Linked DNA regions of Zea mays: region 2 is linked to region 1. The links are chromatin contacts, called in public Hi-C maps. All regions are on one chromosome and are shown on one strand. Each heading gives the region's core, a stretch centred on a gene start, on an enhancer-like site or on the middle of the called end of the contact. The rest is flanking DNA. Distances are from core to core; before and after follow the strand shown. Region 1 holds the start of LOC118476223. Region 2 holds the start of LOC100304327 (argonaute1c).

What was found. Hi-C and Micro-C count contacts between places; a contact is called where the count stands out from the background.
Region 2: a Hi-C map of tassel shows a contact between it and region 1, with 3 times the contacts expected there. The contact joins the promoter of LOC100304327 here to the promoter of LOC118476223 in region 1. A contact is called at or near these places in 2 of 25 Hi-C or Micro-C datasets (ear and tassel).

Annotation. Positions count from the first base shown.
Region 1 is chr2:18,232,485-18,236,136 of Zm-B73-REFERENCE-NAM-5.0, forward strand. LOC118476223 reads left to right here and starts at 1,996. Exons shown (of 4, transcript XM_035965046.1): 1 at 1,996-2,256; 2 at 3,637-3,652. The coding sequence starts at 1,996. It overlaps MIR171h (microRNA MIR171h), which reads right to left and starts at 1,511; the gene lies at 1,388-1,511. It overlaps LOC109943969 (a long non-coding RNA gene), which reads right to left and starts at 1,599. Exons shown (of 2, transcript XR_002267099.1): 1 at 1,360-1,599; 2 at 1-1,100.
Region 2 is chr2:18,375,085-18,378,736 of Zm-B73-REFERENCE-NAM-5.0, forward strand. LOC100304327 (argonaute1c) reads left to right here and starts at 1,765. Exons shown (of 23, transcript NM_001361411.1): 1 at 1,765-2,094. The coding sequence starts at 2,040.

The sequences.
Region 1 (3,652 bases), core at 746-3,245:
TTGTAATGACCAGCGCGCACGGCGTGTTAGGGACAGGCGGACGTCCCTCTCGGATGAACAGGCCGGTGTGACGCGCGACGAAGCTCAGGGGGGTGCACCGCACATGCGCAGACCTGCCTGCCAACGAATGGCATCCGTTTCCTTCTCTCTCTCGCCGATTCGTCCAGCCGTATATGTAACGCTAACAATATATATCTGCAAGACTACAAGTTGCCATTGCCTAGCACGGGCTTTGATTGACACACTAGCTAGGCTCCAAAAGGGCATCCCATGTAGTAGCTTCGCAAAGTGTTATTGGATCACGGGGAAGTTTAGTTATGTTTTTCCAACTACAGCTGGATAAAGTTAGCTTGGCGTCATCTATATTTAGTTGAGTTTTGACTAAGCTATATAAAGGCAGCAGAAGTCGTCTGTAATTTTTACTCTGCATATAGAAGTAAGCAGGAATATATGCGCCTCCTTAATTTTATACTCCGCAGTTTAGTAGTATTACTCAGGGTTAAACTGCAACCAAGCTACATGGGCCTACGCAATGAATTGGTTCCAGAGCAGGTAGCCAGGTACCACGACACTAGCTTGTATGGTGCAAAACTGATTTGGACTTTCAAGTCTTCAACAACTTTCTCTCCCAATCTCTAGATCTGATCGTGCAGCGGATAGTGCAGCATCATGTGCCTATAAGCTGGATACAATCTAGCGCAGGCCAATGGTGGATTCTGGAAACTGTCAGCTCTGTGGGGATGAAATCACATGAGACTGCCATATGGACGCCTTTGTTACGACTTGTGGTCAGGAACTCGGGATAGACGCAAGGGGGGGAAATTGATACTATCATGTAAGCGAACACAACGTGACTGACTGAAGAAATTGGTGGCTCCGAAAACGAATATAATATGCAATGTTATAAACCAAAATGTCAATAGCTCTGCCATCGTCATTATCGGATTCACATAACATATACAGTATAGCCCTTTTACCATAAGCCGCAGCCCGCAGGGTTTTCAAGCTTCTTTCCCTAGATGAATATGTCTTCACTGCACATGATGCGAAGTTCGGTTGGCTTCGGATAATCAGCAAGCGTATTTACACAACAATACCTGCTGTGAGTAGTAGATGGATATAAACATGGGCGCTACCTGTTGCAGTGCTGCTAGAAATCCTAGTTTACAAGAGCATGCAATGCTAGCTTAGCTTAATGAAGTGTTATGGCTCCACGATGGGATCAGTCGCTTTTACTAGCAGACAGAGATCGAATAAACACAGATCAGAACCAAAATATCAGAAAGATCAGCCTAACCTTGTTCTACTGGCATGGCACGGGACTAATTAAGAACCATTCAGCATGATCAGAACCCTTACCGAGCCCGTAACGTCTCTGGACCTTCCTTGGGAATGAAGAGTACATGAGTGATATTGGTTCGGCTCACATCACATCCAAATCCAACGGCAAGACTCGATCGAAGAAGGACATGAGCCGAAACAATACCACGCCATGTCGTCTCCTTCCTCCCGCATCACCCTCCCCCGCCCGGCCGCCATAGCTAGCATAGAGCTCTGGGACTGTGTTCTCTGATGATGCGTGCCTAAAGCAGCTATTTAATAGGGACTGGGAGGCGCGGGCGCTGGCCCTGGCCCTGGTGAAGCCACGTTATTAGCATCGGTCCGCATGCACCCTTAATTTCCTTTCTACTACCGGTCCGCATCCAGACGTCGTTGGAGCGGTTGTTCTCCGATAGTACACTGTATTTGGGGTGGAGAGAGGGATAGGGGTTATGGTGTTGTCCATATTAAGGATTTTCCCTTTATTAAATAAAAAGAGAGAGAAGGGGGCCAGTCGGGTGGGCCGCTACAAGGCCCATCTGACCGAGCAGCCCACCGGCTGGCAGGCGGCTAAGGCATGAAGAGACCACGGCTTGGAGATCGTGGAGGACGAGCAGAGCAAAAATTTGCTTCCTGGCGGCGCTCTGCAGGTGGTTAAGGGCTCGCCCGAGATCCATGGCGCCCTCTGCTCAATCTCCTCGAGCCTGGCTTCTTAAGTATGGAGATTTTCTCCCTGCTGGGTATCTAGCCGAAAAATCCCAGCTCTCTGTTCCTATTTCTCCTCTCGATTCTAGTCACGGTTTGGATCGATTCCTTCGATTCTTGGTGTTCTGGTGTAAATCTTGCTGGTGGAAGGTGGAGGGAGCACTGCTTGTGCGCAGTGAGGTTCTCCTGCTCTCTGTTGTTCCATCTGTGCACCTGTGTGGTGCGCAGTCTGTACTGATTATTGTCCACCGTTGCCTGGTGCCTGGGCTCCCTGCTGCGCGGTGTTCGTCTTCTCGGGCTGGTGCCGTGGACGTCTCCTTCGGCTCCGGCAGCGGCTCTAGTATCTCCGTCAACCTCCCGCCGTGCAGGCCCGGACGTGGGCGGCGGAATTGGTTTTCTGGGACAGAACCTTGTGTTCGCTGAGCTGGTCTTCCCACGTAGACAATCTACGTGCTGTGAGTTATTCGTTGCCTCATTTTATTTACTGTTTAATTTTGTGCAATCTGCTAGTATTAAATACTTGGGTGTGATTGCACTGTTGTGGGCGGATTTGTGTGCTCGATGATGATAGCGGTGAAGTGAGACAGCGTGACAGTCTGGGTTTTAGTGTATTATCATTTTTATCATTGATATTATTTGTGCCTAATTAAATCTCTCTTTGTTGAGGCTGTTTACCTGTGTTAAATTCTGTTAATTTATTTAGTAGACAGCTCCTTTCTATCAGTATTTATATTTGATTATTAGGCTTATTACATCTGATCTAAAACCCTTATTTGGTAAGATACGACTGTCACGTTAGTCGAGGATCTCTAATCACCTCTTAGCGTTGGAGGGCTGTTTATTACAGCAACCCGCTATTTTGAGAGCAATAGTTTAAGATAAACAATTATGTTTATTTGTTTAATCTGCCTTCTTCATCTGCAAGCCATGTTTAATTATGAAATGGACCTGTGTAGCTATTTTACATGTTTACATGTCTTAGAATTGCTACTGTTCATTGCTGCTATAATTTCATATGGTATTTATCTGAGTTATATGATTGTTTTATTCGGAATTAAAATATTTAATATATTTAAATATGAAGGGAGCATGTCACTTATTTCTATAATATTACAACAATCCAGAAAACCAATCCGTATTATGGCCTCCAGTTCTGATGTCATTAAGCCTGAAGCGTTCGACGGCGCAAGCTTTAAGCGCTGGCAGATTAAGACTCGCATGTGGCTCACTGACCTAAAATTATTTTGGGTAGTGACGTCGGCTGTTCCCCAGGCTGCATCAGATGATTCTGATGATGCAGCGAAGGCCGCCGCACTAGCGGAGAAGGCTAAGTGGGACGAAGCCAATGAGGCATGCTTGTCTCGTCTGCTGAACGTCTTGTCGAACCGCTTATTTGATGTGTACTCTGGTTTTACCTCCGCCAAGGGTCTATGGACTGAACTTGAGAACGAGTTCTCTGAAGTTGACAATGGCAATGAGTCATTCACAACGGAAAACTACCTCAACTATAAAATGGTTGAGGGAAGGTCTGTTATGGAGCAGCTACAGGAGATTCAACTCCTTGTTAGGGACTTGGTCCAATATGGTTGCGTCCTACCAGACAGTTTTCAGGTGAATGCAATACTGG
Region 2 (3,652 bases), core at 515-3,014, 140 kb after region 1:
CAGCGAGAATTCGTGCAGACCGGATATGTAGCGATGTTGGAGTATAACGATGTTGATAAAATATTGGGTAACAATGTCATCGCGGGTCCTAGATCTAGACTCTAAACACTCTTGTTAACATTGGAGGCATGATGAAGATATAGAGGACATCCATATTTTCTTTCCATGGTGTCACAAGCAAAGGAGAGACATAAGACAATGGTGGAAGTACTCTTCTCTTATTATTCATTATAGGGGCCATACATTTATTAGATAGAAAATAGAGTATATGTTACATTTAGTATTTGTCCACATAATCCTTCATGGGATTACTTAACATCTTTGTACTATATCCATTTTAAATTACAAGGCAACCTAGGTTTTTTGAAGAGTCAAAATTTCAAGTTTTGATCAAGGTTGTAGTGAAGTAGTAAAGATTTATTACATAAAATAGATGTACTATAAAAATATGATTTGTAAAGAATATAATGAAATTTATTTAATATAATAAATGTTGTTGTTTTACTATATAAATTTGGTTAAATTTAGAATACTGTGATTTTAAATTTTAAAATAATTTATAATTTGTGATGACGGAGTTATTTTTGTATTTCCTCAAACTTTTAGGGCTTGTTTGTAAAAAACTGGAGGGGGTTGGAGAGGATTTTAGCCCCTCCAATCTCTCTGGTTTTGTGGCTCACAAACCATTACCGGAGACAATAAAACCTGACCCCCCGGGATATTGTCTTCATTTTACTAAAAAAACAGTTTTCGCAACAATGGAGTATATTTTCTCGGACCATCCTATTCCGACAAATGATGCTCGGAAATACTGTTCCGCCAAAAGGAAAAAAGAAAAAAAAAGGAAGGTAACAATGACTTCTAAAAACTAGATGCTCCTGCAATTGCTATGGATGTAATCCAAACATAATCTTGCATTTTATGAGGTGCCAAGTTTGCAGTATTTCATAAATAAAGAAACTCAACCTCTAGGCCAGCCCAGCCCAGCCATATATACAACGTTTCTTCATTGGAATGTCAGGCAACATCGAGCAATTGGTGGGCTGGCGACAAAAGCGGACGAGAGGCTCCAGACCATATGAAACCATACCAGTCCCTTTCCAACAGCTGCAACTCGCGTGGACACTAACTAAAATCGTGTGGCACGGATTTATTTTAGGTGAGCGATCACGTACCTGCACATCGCTTCAGATAACTACCGCGCGTCGGATTACTCAAACGTCTGACTAGATCACAACTTGGTAAACCAGTGGCCTGATGAGATGGCTAGATGCCCCCTTCTATAAAACTTTTGCTAGTGCCGTCTTGTTTCGCTAGCTGGGGACGCTAGAAAGTGCAAATCTTGCAAGGCAATATATGTGCTGGCCGGGTCATTTCGACGCACCATAGTTGGTAAATAGGGCCAGTGGATAACCTTATTTAGCAAAGGTTCCTGTGGCTTGACCAGCTTTTTTTTTAATGGCGAATATGATCGAGATATGGTGGCAGCCCCATTTGGAGAGAAGGGGGCCCTCCACCTAACAGAAGATAAAGCTCGCCCATCGATCAGCTAATGGCTCTGATGGCTGACTGCTCATCGACACCATTAAGGCATTAGCAAGGAGCGAGCACGAGCAGCTAGCAGTAGCAAAAATGGAAGCCGCATAGCACCTGCACCGGCGCAATATTTTTTTCTCCGGGCCATCGGCAATAATTGGGCATATCTTGAAGCTTACATCACCGATATCTTTTGCTTACGACGAGGCCGAGGCCGAGGCCAGGTCCAGGGATGCAGCAGTGCAGATGAGCCCGAACCCGAGCCCCACCCAGCTCTTCCTCCCCTAGCAGCCAGCTATCGCTAGCTTCGCACAGCCACCAATAAGCCCCCCCTCCCCCGCGGCGGCATCTCTCTCCAGCTCGCTCGCTCGCTCGTGATTCACCCGCAGGAGCCACCCAGGCACGAGGGCCTATCTCTTCCCCTCGATCGGCAGACAGACGACGGAAGTGGCCGCGACCCGGGTGCCGGCCTTGTCTTTCGGCTTTCGCGCGCGGCGTGGACGATGTGTGACCTTGACATGGCGATGCGGGTGGAGAACAACGGGCGCCCCCGTCAAGGTACGCCCGTGTGTCCCCCACTCCTTCCTCATCTTCCCGCTTCCAGTTTTCGCCTTTTGCTCGCTTCTGCTGCTGCTACGGCTCTATCTGCTGTGCATGAGCATCTGCCTGTGTCGTCCCGTCCCTTCAGATCGCACAGTTTGCGTTCATGATTGTGCGCCGCTGGGCGCTAGCCATGGGGGGGCTCCTTTGACCGCGGCCTTTCGGCGTGGAGGAATCGCGCTCGCGGCTCGTGCACGTCGGTCCCTTCCCTTCATGTCTGTCTCGGCGCGCGACCTGTCGAGGGCGCTGTTCCTTCGCAATGGTCGCGCCCATGCCGGCCGATCGACTGGGTTTCGTCACATTACACTATTGGCGACCTACAGACTACAGCGACTGCGCTCGGGCCCTCGATGAACAACAGTTCGCCGACCGGATAGCTGCTGTGAGCCTAGCCTGTTCCTAGCTTTGGGTCGCGTCGTCGTTACCCGTCCGTCACCAGTGAAGTAAAGCCTGCGGTTAGTGAGATATGGGGGGGTAGACAAGCAACGTGCGGGCTGCTGTGGGTGAATGCATGGCAAGTTCAGCCAGCAGCCGAGCATAGAGCTTGACCGAGAGAAACAAGCCAGCAGCTTGTAAACAGGCGTGGAGCCAGTCAAACAGGACGCCACCAGCTACCTCGGACTCTCGGAGGACCCAATGCCAGTGTTAGCACGGCACGACTACAACACATGGATTGGATGGATCGTCTTTTTTTCACACTGCCGGGGGCTGCCTTGACGGCCATGCATGCCACAGCTGCTCACGGTCTGCTATTCATTCATGCATGCTGTAATGTCCCCACAGACATTAGCACCTCCTCACCTCCATTTGCTAAGAGTTAATAAACCTATTAGCAGGCGTGTTTCAGGACCTCATCTGCTAATTTTAGCTATAAGGGCCTCTCTAGAGCATCTATAGATAATTGTTAGCTACAATTAATTGTAAGTGTTTCAAGCTGGCCAGCTAAAATCTTAACTTATTGTCAGCTAGACCCCAATTAACAATTAGGATATGTTTGGTTGCAATGATAGAACAGGATAGGATGGAACTATCCCTCAAATAAGGTTGTTTGGTTTAGAATTAGGGATTGGAATAGTATTATCCCTCAAAATTTGAGGGACAAAAGAGGACGTCTCTATCCTGGTTGTCCCTAGTTGTTCCGCAACCAAACGCATCCTTAGTGACCGGGTTAGAACAACTAAAAGCAACTAAGCATGGCCAAAGACATTATTGTCCCTTATCCATTCAAAACTACACTTAGGTAGTGTTTGGTTCCGGAGCGAGTTGGGATAGAGCGACTCTATACCAGAGAGCGGCTCCGTCAAAGAGATTTTGAGTAGCCGCATGATTCAATATTTAAGCATACTTTATATTTTTTTAAATCACTCTATCCTATATAATCTATCCTACATGAAACTAATCTAAACAAAAACAAATTAGAGACGAAGTGGTTCCCTCCTACAATAATCTGAAACTAAACACTATCCTAGTGTCCACTCGATGCCCGCCCAAAGCTATCGCTCCTATTATTGAGTTT